2 separate regions of the Sus scrofa genome follow, and region 1 is linked to region 2. A link is a contact called in public HiChIP or PLAC-seq data. All regions are on one chromosome and are shown on one strand. Each heading gives the region's core, a stretch centred on a gene start, on an enhancer-like site or on the middle of the called end of the contact. The rest is flanking DNA. Distances are from core to core; before and after follow the strand shown. Region 1 holds the start of DPF2 (zinc finger protein ubi-d4). Region 2 holds the start of LOC100511545.

Evidence for each region. HiChIP or PLAC-seq counts read pairs in DNA pulled down with a chosen protein or histone mark.
Region 1: a contact with region 2 is called in an H3K27ac HiChIP or PLAC-seq map of alveolar macrophages. The contact joins the promoter of DPF2 here to the promoter of LOC100511545 in region 2. A contact is called at or near these places in 1 of 5 promoter capture datasets (liver) and 1 of 2 datasets of contacts at active chromatin or transcription factors (alveolar macrophages).

The regions. Positions count from the first base shown.
Region 1 is chr2:6,884,289-6,889,002 of Sscrofa11.1, reverse strand. DPF2 (zinc finger protein ubi-d4) reads left to right here and starts at 2,455. Exons shown (of 11, transcript XM_003122537.5): 1 at 2,455-2,661. The coding sequence starts at 2,630.
Region 2 is chr2:6,486,963-6,491,894 of Sscrofa11.1, reverse strand. LOC100511545 reads right to left here and starts at 3,042. Exons shown (of 6, transcript XR_002341440.1): 1 at 895-3,042. SNX32 (sorting nexin-32) reads left to right here and starts at 3,160. Exons shown (of 13, transcript XM_003122527.4): 1 at 3,160-3,638. The coding sequence starts at 3,603.

The DNA of each region.
Region 1 (4,714 bases), core at 1,206-3,705, 400 kb before region 2:
GAATGGATGTGTGTGTATGCACAAACGAATCACTTTGCTGCATAGCAGGAATTACCATAACCTTGTAAATCAACTATACTTCAATACAACTTTAAAAAGTTGAAAAAAAGGAGTTCCCGTCATGGCTCAGCAGAAACAAATATGACTAGTATCCATGAGGACACAGGTTCGATCCCTGGCCTCACTCAGTGAGTTAAGGATCCAGGATTGCCGTGAGCTATGGCATATGTCTCAGATGCGGCTTTGACCCTGAGTGGCTGTGGCTGTGGTGTAAGCCAGCGGCTACAGCTCTGATTCGACCCCTGGCCTGGGAAACTCCCTATGCCACAGGTGCAGCCCAAAAAAGACAAAACAGTAAAATAAAATAAAAAGTGAGAAAAAAAAAAAAAGGATCCGTCATTGCCAAAAGCTGCAGCGTATGTCCCAGATGCAGCTGGGATCTGGTGTTGCCAGGTATAGCTGTGGCATCTGGCCACAGTTGCAGCTCTGATTTGACCCCTAACCCAGCAACTTCCATATGCTGCCTGTGCAGCCCTAAAAATAAAAGAAAAGGAAAAAGAGATGGGGCGATTAAACAGAATATTTACTTTGAAAGGGCAAAAAGAAATGAGCTGATAATCAAAGGCAGACATGAGCTTTTTTTTTTTTAAGATTTAGAAGTTCTTTATTTAAAAAGTGAAGATTTCTTAAAACTGTATTAGGTGACTCAAAGATGGCTCTAGTGATGAAAACAAAACTAATGCATGAAGAGAGTTCAAGTAAAATAGTTTGAGGAGTTCCGGTCGTGGCGCAGTGGTTAACGAATCCGACTAGGAACCATGAGGTTGAGGGTTCGGTCCCTGCCCTTGCTCAGTGGGTTAACGATCCGGCGTTGCTGTGAGCTGTGGTGTAGGTCGCAGACGCGGCTCGGATCCTGCGTTGCTGTGACTCTGGCGTAGGCTTGCGGCTACAGCTCCAATTAGACCCCTAGCCTGGGAACCTCCATATGCCGCGGGAGGGGCCCAAGAAATGGCAAAAAGACAAAAAAAATAAAAATAAAAATAAAATAAAATAGTTTGAGGAAATGCTATAGTTGACATAGGCAATATTTCAAAATTAATATGTGAGGATATAAATCATTTAAAAACATTTGAATTTGTCCCTCCAGATCCACTTCCCACCCTTCTCTCCCCTACCCTCTCCCCAGGAGGTGACCTAGGTAGAGGAACATCTATGGGTTCCCTTGGGCTTTGGTTTCCGGTTGGGTTCAGCCAATGGGAGCCCAGCAAGAGATCAGAGGATGGGGAGGAGGGGGAGAGTGAGGGATTTCTCAGTCTCACTTCCTGCAAGGGCACCTCAGCCAGGATATGCCCTCACTGGAGGTCACCAATCTCCCCTGATAGTTCCTTTTTCCCACTGGTGCCTCTTCCTGCATTTCTGTGGGCTTATGATGCAAACTTCTCTGCTACTACACACCCCCAGGCAACTGTCCCCCCCCAGGTGTCCCTCCAGACCCAGCTACACTCATTAACACCCCCTTTGTAATGAACCGTCTTCTTTGTGCACCTGTTTCCCACTGGGATCTGAATATATTTAAAAAGGAGTAAAGCTAAATAATAATGTTTAATATGTATATTTAATATTACATTTACATACAATGATTTTCTCTCTATTTCAAAAAGTTTAGGAGTTGCCGTAGCGGCGCAGCGGAAAAGAATCCGACTAGGAACCATGAGGTTGCGGGTTCCATCCCTGGCCTTGCTCAGTGGGTTAAGGATCTGGCGCTGTCCTGATCTGTGGTGTAGGTCACAGTCAAGGCTCGGATCCTGCATTGCTGTGGCTAGGGCTTACGCCAGCGGCTGCAGGTCTTGATTAGATCCCTAGCCTGGGAACCTCCATATGCCGCGGGTGCGGCCCCATGAGCTTTTTTAAAAGAGGATTTTAAGTCATGTTTGTAAACGAATTTGCATGATTCAGCAGTGAAGCAGAAATGAATGGTACACAAGAGAGAGGGATAGTCTTCGGCGCCTAAGTGGAGGGAATGAGCTTAGGAGCAGGAAGCAGGGGAGAAGAGTTGGGCGCCGATAAAGCTGAAGGCAGGAATGGGGGCAAATTTGTCACAGTCCAATATTCGGGCCAAAGAACGTCAGGTTCTGGGAGTTGCTTTTTCTTTCCCTAAAATGGGCACGTGTTTGGCAGCTCAAGAGGACTGTGCCCTACTACTATCACCAACCCCTGGCCAGCAAGTGAGGGCAAAGGGTTAACCACGAGGTTAAAGGTCTGCGAGGTAGCAGGACGCATAAGCTTCACCTACACCACCTCCGGGCCTGCCAGTTTTCACCAAGCCCTCACCTTCTCATTTCTGGACCATGTTACACGTTCCCTCCCTTCTCCCGCTCCCCTACACGTCAGAAGCGGAGGTAGAGCTGGAGCCTCGCGCCGCCCCGGCCTCGGTCTCCATTGCGCCTGCGCACTAGTTCCTCGGCTCCCCGGCCCCCAACAGGCAAGCTCGTTCTCGGCAGCTCGCTCTCGGGCGCGCTCCCGGGCGGCGCCTGCGCAGAAGGACGAGGAAACTGGTTCCCCGTGCGGTCCCGGCGCCTGCGCGCTGCGCTCTCCGGGCCTCCCGGCCTGAGGTAGAGGAGCCGGGAAGATGGCGGCTGTGGTGGAAAATGTAGTGAAGCTGTGAGTGGCCGTTTTCTTTTCCTCCTAGGCCGGGAGGTCTTGTAAGGGGCCTGGGAGTAGGGGGCGGTGCGGGAAGGGACGAGGCGGAGAGAGGGCCTTGCCTGGGAAGGCCATGTTGCGACTCCTAGTGGGGAGGACAACCCGAGACTCCGGAGGAGACGTTGCTCTTCTTTGGAAACTTGTGGAGGCCCTGAGGGGGGCACACGGGAGCCCCTAACGGGCAGCCTCCCGGAGGGGCTGTGCGGTCTGGGCGCTCCCTTCGGGCTGACGGTTTCCAGAGTATGGCGCCCTGGTCGCCTACGAAAGACAGTCCCGGATTCGCTCCCGAGACGCCTCAGTCCGGTGGAGCCGGGCCGAGGGCGGACCCGGGAGCGGCCGGAGCCCCCGCAACGCCCCGCCGCCGACCCCTCCCCATCGGCCGCCCGCAGCCGGCCCTGGGGGAGCAGGCTCCGCAGCCCTCGCGCCGTTAAGCCCCGCTGGGCTGTTTTGTTCTAAACAGCTCGGTGACGTTCCGGGGCGGGCGGGCGGGCGGGGGGGTGGGGTGGTCCTCGAGTGTCAGGTACCCAAGGCCAAGAATATTCCGGGGGAGAATTTGTTGCAGAGCTGGTACTGAGGGGAAAGAACTTCAGGGGAGAGGGCCTCTGTGCCGGCCAATCCCAGCCACCAAAAGCGGGCACTGGACCGATGCAGAGCCCCGGACGCCCCGGCTGCCCGGCTATGCAATACTCTTGGGCTGACAGATTTCGAGCGAAGTTAAAGTTCATGGTTGTTCGGTAAATGGAGAATCCCGTTAGCTGTGAGTTAAAGATGCTTGGAGACTTGATTTAACCCAGCCCCCTCCGTGAGGAAGAATCTGAATGAGTTTTGCAGCTCCGTGCCCCGTGGGCGAATAGAGCAAGCTCCTTTTTAATGCGTAAATTTGGCTTGGTGCAAGGGTAGGAAGATTGAGAGGTGTCTAGTTGTCCAGTTAGGGCTTTGGGATTTTGATTGGATGACAAGGTAAAGGTTTGGGAACTCTGTCTTGGTGGTGGGCTGAGCCCCCCAAGGGCCCCTTTTTAAGGGTGCGGTGCCGCTCTGCCTCTTCTTGCCTGGAGCCTTTTCTTTGCCAGTGCTTTCCCACTTCCATTAAGCTAAGTGCCTTCTCCTTCTGTTCTTGTGGGGGTTTTTTGTTGTTGTTGTTGTTGTTTTTAAACTTGCTTTCAGCTCCATCCTGCTGCCTCTTTCAACCACCCCTCCTCCCAGCACTATTATCTTTCTCTCTGATCTGCCCACTCCAGTTTCCCCAGCTCTCTCTTCAAGCTGACATTTCCCTCAATTTAGAAATGACGCTGTTGATCTACCATTTATATAGTTATCCTGCCTGACTCAGATGTTCTTTGTTTCCCTGCCTTTCTCTTTGTTGACTCCCCCTGTCCCATTGTAAGGGAAGGTTCTACACAGACTTCATGCTTCTTGAAAAAGAATCAAAGCTTCTACCTTGGAAACGTTACTGTACTGGGGGAATGTCAGACTTGCCTAGCTGTTAGCTGTGAGCTCAAGATTCGTTGAGACTTCATTTAAGAGTTATATGTAATGAGGAGTTCCCGTCTTGGTGCAGTGGAAACCAATCTGACTAGGAACCGTGAGGTGTCGGGTTCGATCCCTGGCCTCTCTCAGTGGGTTAAGGATCCAGCACTGCCGTGAGCTTGGTGTAGGTCACACACTCGGCTCAGATCCTGCATTGCTATGGCTGTGGCGTGGGCCGCAGCTGTAGCTCTGATTAGACCCCTAGCCTGAGAACCTCCATATGCCTCATGTGTGGCCCTAAAAAGACAAAAGACAAAAAAGAGAGAGAAAAAAACAAATTGTATGTAATGAGATTCTTTGTCTTTATGTTGGAAGACTTTCATCCTGTAAATAGGGCTACTAACCCTTTCATGTGATGTTGGGAGTGAAGGGTTGCCCGTTTAAACAGAGCATGACTTCTTATTTCTCTTTAAAGAGCTATAGAGATTGTGAGGGTCACCAGCCACTGATTCCTGAGTACTAGTAATGAGAAGCCAACTACAGTTGA
Region 2 (4,932 bases), core at 1,793-4,292:
TTTTTTCCCCCCCTGCATCCACAGCATATGGAAGTTCCTGGGCCAGGGATCAAACCCCAGCCACAGCAGTGACAATGCCGGATCTATAAACTGTTGCTCCACCAGGAAGCTCCTAAAAGGCCAAGTCTTGATACTGACATCTTAACAGTAGGTACTCAGGGAGTCTTCTCTCTTCCTAGGCGTAAGAGTGGATGATGGGTCACCCATAGAAGACATAAAAGAAAATCCCAAAGGAGACAGAAATAAGGGGGAGAAGTCCATGTGATTAGAGGAATAATTAATTAAAAGTCAAAGATGGAAGCAATAATAAATAAAATGATTGAGGAGTTCCCGTCGTGGTGCAGTGGTTAACGAATCCGACTAGGAACCATGAGGTTGCGGGTTCGGTCCCTGCCCTTGCTCAGCGGATTAACGATCCAGCGTTGCCTTGAGCTGTGGTGTAGGTTGCAGACGCGGCTCGGATCCCACGTTGCTGTGACTCTGGCGTAGGCCGGTGGCTACAGCTCCGATTCGACCCCTAGCCTGGGAACCTCCATATGCCGCGGAAGTGGCCCAAGAAATAGCAAAAAAAGACCAAAAAAAAAAAAAAATTAATGATATTATAAAAAAAAAATAAAATGATTGAGACCAACTTCAAATGGAGTATCAGCAATTCAAAGTTGACGTGGAGATAAGAGGAACTTGTGGAAATGGTGATGCTGGTGAAGTGGTGAAAATAGTGATGCCCAGCAATCATTCTGGATACAACTGGTCCAGATAGACAGGGCCCCTCGAGAGGTCTGTCCCATTAGATTGTAAAACGGACTGCATGGGAAAGGAGAGGGCAGAAACAGTGGAGGAAATAACTGTAAAATCTGATAAACCCCATCACTACTATGGGATTGGGCTGCTTACTTTTTTTCTTCACTTCTTTATTTTCTTCTCTCTGCTTCTGCTTTTGTCACTTCAGAGTCCCTCCTTCTTCTTTAGTGGCCTCCTTCAGAAACTGACTTTGTCTACAGCAGCCCACATCTTCTTCCACAACTTCATGACCCCGCCCTCAGCCCTGCTGCGATGTTCTGTTTTTCTCGCTAGGCATTCTCCTACGTCTCATAAGCCCAGTCACGTGTTAAATTAAAACCTAGCTCATCCTGAATCCACTTCTCAACTGTTTCCCTTCAAGCTCCTGAGTCATAGCTCCTTTCCAAGAAACCAATGTCCATTTTTCCTCTTCTTATCAACAGACTAACAAGTCTTCTCTTTCTTCTCAAAATGTTCCATTTCCCTCTTTATGACTCTTCTCCACTTCCTTTGGTCCTGGTCTCTGCCTTCACTCTCAGTAGCTCTTCAATCCTACTCTCTCTCCTCTTAGGCTCAGATGCTCTCCTTTCTCTCTCCTATTTACCCCTTGAGGATCAATAACCTGCTTGGCTCTAATTTCTCCTCTTTGACTTGTAATACTTTCCCTATCTGCTTCTCCTTCCTTCTTTAGCTTAAATCCTTCATCCGTCTCATTCACTGGTACCTTCATCTATATTCTCTTTCTCTTCCATAGAAACAGATTCATCAGTATTATCATTCACTCCCTCTAAGGCATCCTCTTCAGCCTCCACCCCTTCCTCAGTCTCTTCTAGCTCTTCATCATTCTCCTCTACCTTTTTGAAAGGCATTTCCATCTCAGCATCCACAATTTCTATCAATCTTTCATCATCAGTAACTTCTACCATGTTTTCAACTTTCTCTTCTTGTATGCTCCCCGTTCTTAAACCCTCCAGCTTCTCTCCACTACTCTCCAGCTTCTCCCTACTGGATCCCAGCTTCTCTATACTTGACGGACGTTGATCTCCAGTGGATCTCAAATCCTCTCCACTAGTCCCCAGCTTCTCTCCCCTAAACACCAGCTTCTCTCTGCTTGAACTCAGCTTCTCCCCACTCGACCTCAGCTTCTCCCCACTCGACCTCAGCTTCTCCCCACTCGACCTCAGCTTCTCCCCACTCGACCTCAGCTTCTCCCCACTCGACCTCAGCTTCTCCCCACTCGACCTCAGCTTCTCCCCACTCGACCTCAGCCTCTCCCCACTCGACCTCAGCCTCTCCCCACTCGATCTCAGCCTCTCCCCACTCGATCCCAGCCTCTCCCCACTCGACCTCAGCCTCTCCCCACTCGATCTCAGCCTCTCCCCACTCGATCCCAGCCTCTCCCCACTCGACCTCAGCCTCTCCCCACTCGACCTCAGCTTCTCCCCACTCGACCTCAGCCTCTCCCCACTCGATCTCAGCCTCTCCCCACTCGATCCCAGCCTCTCCCCACTCGACCTCAGCCTCTCCCCACTCGACCTCAGCTTCTCCCCACTCGACCTCAGCTTCTCTCCACTCAGCCTCAGCTTCTCTCCACTCAGCCTCAGCTTCTCTCCACCAGACCTCAGCTCCTCCTCATTCTGCCCTAGGTCATTGCCTCTGGATCTCAAGTCCTCACCACTGGTCCTCCCTCCAGTAAAGTTCAACCTCTCTTTAAACCCAGACCCCTTCCTAGGCCCTGGCGTTGTCCCGGCATTCTCAGATTCAGCCTCGATTTTGTGTCTGACTTCTTGCTTTCCCCACATCTTCTTTGAGCGCTCTTTCCCCAAACCCGCGGAAGCCTGTAATGCACTGGCTACACTGTGCCCTCGTCTCGCACCCTGACTCCGGCCTGATTTTCCTCTCAAGGCTGTCTTCTCCACATCTTCCACTCTCGAGTCCTCAGACTCAAGCTTCGGGTCCCACATCCTAGGCTTTTGCGTATTTCTACCCAGGAGCTCCATTCTCTTCCCGATCACGATGAGCCCGTTCCAGGGCATCCACAATTTTTCTCGCGTCGTCTGCGCCCCTCTACTTCCTGGCTCCAGCAGCGACCGCCCGCGGGCCCAGGCCTGGCCTCGGGGGCTCTGGCCGCGGGTCTTGTCGCGCCCCCTCGCTGCCCTGTGCGGCTTACCCCTCCACTCCCTCATGTCCCAGGGAGGAAAGACAAACGGAACCCCTTTCTTGACAGACATTAGCCCCGACCCTCGTCCCTAGTCCGCCACCCCCACCACGTCTCCCCCACCCCCCACCCCCCGCCTCCCACCCGGCCCGCTGGCCCGCCGCCCCGCCCACCGCCTAGAGGGCGCGAGACTGGGCGAGTGCGCACGCGCAGACCGCGCGAGGCCGTTGGAAGCCTCGGCCCAGAGCGGTGGAGGACGGCAACCCGCAAGCCTGAGGCGGGGCCTAACGTGACACGAGACCTCTGCGACCCTGGAGCCCCCCCCGACTCCAGTACCCACTTTGTCGCCTGTCCCCGGCCCTCTCAGTTCCCCACTGCCCCCTTAAAAGCCGGGACCTGGGCAAGGGAATGACAGGCTTTACAGCCAATGGCGTCCCGCACAGTAAACCTGCTACCCAATCAAAAGGCGCGGCTGCGAGAGAAAGGCGAGGGAACCACGCCCTACTCCAGGTGACTCCTGGGCAGGGAGGGGAGCGTGCCACCGTCATCAGATAGGGTCCCTACTCAGTCTGTTCCTCCAGGCGAGTTACCGAGGACCAAACTGCGGGAGCGCGCGGGCAGTGGCCTGCGGCGGCATCTTTGTGTGCTATAGTCGAGGAGAGTGATGGAGGAGCATCAAGAGGCTGGGAAGGAGAGCAAGGTAGAGAAAGGATGCAAACCCCCTCCCAACCTTCCCCTCACTCCGTGGTACCCAGTGCTACCCAGTCAGGGAGTGGTGGTGATGTGTGTTTTCGCGCGCACGCGTGAGCTAGAGAAAGAAGAGACCTGAGCAAGGGGTGGGGCGCCTCTATGGCATCTGCATGGGGACTGGTGAGGATGCCAAAGAAGGCATCTTTACCTTTGCCCTAACAGAAAAGGCCCCATCGCTCCTACTTCTCCCCTCCCCAGGACCGAGTCATGCTGGTTTAATGGGAAAGAAAAGGCAAGGATGTTAAGGATTGAGAAGGGGCTGGAGTGCCTTCCTCTTTTCCCAAAGTGTGGGGAATCCTGTTCAGAAATGATGGCTTCACTTGCGTATCTGTTTGTATAATCGTAAAGCCATTAATTCTTTCCACCTCACCTCAGTCAACAAATAGTTTCTGAGCATTCTTGTACCAGGAATGGTTGTACAGAAGTGCTCACTTTTAGGGATTGGAGGCATGTACATTAGTGGGCTGTGACAGGATGGAGCAGCTATGGTCCATCTTTGAAGTCCCATCTCCCTCAAGCAGTTACCAAACAGAAAGGAGACAGGGGACTTGGGGACCTATAGCACCAATGAGCCAGACTGTGTGTTATGTGTGCGGGGGGGCAGGGGGGCAGTTGGGCAAAGGGAGAGCCTGCCCTGGGGGTGTCAGAGAAGCCAAGAAGTAAGAAATGGGGTTCAGGAGTTCCTGTTGTGGTGCAGCGGAAACGGATCCGACCAGGAGGTTTCGGGTGGGATCCCTGGCCTTGCTCGGTGGCTTAAGGATCTGTCGTGGCCGTGAGCTGTGGTGTAGGTTGCAGATGCGGCTCGGATCTGGCATTACTGTGGCTGTGGTATAGGCCAGCAGCTGTAGCTCTGATTAGACCCCTAACCTGGGAACCTTCATATGCCATGGGTGTGGCCCTAAAAAGCAAAAAAAAAAAAAAAAAAAAAAAAAAATTGGGGTTCAAGTGCACTGTGGAGAGGTGAAAGCGGCTGAGAGACACAAAGTATGGAACAGACAGCATCTGTTTCACTGTTTATCTGTGTTCATATTCATGGTTAAATTAGTTAATATGTATATAAAGTGCTTAGAGCAGTGCCTGGCATAGAGGAAGAACAAATATAAATGTTTGCTGTTATATTACTATGGCTGTCATCATATGGGATGGTTTGTGTTTCGAGGATGTACTGGACTACCAGACTGATGGATGCACCCACCCTCAACCTTTGTAGGTGCCAGACTCTGAAAGTACTACTAGACCTTGTC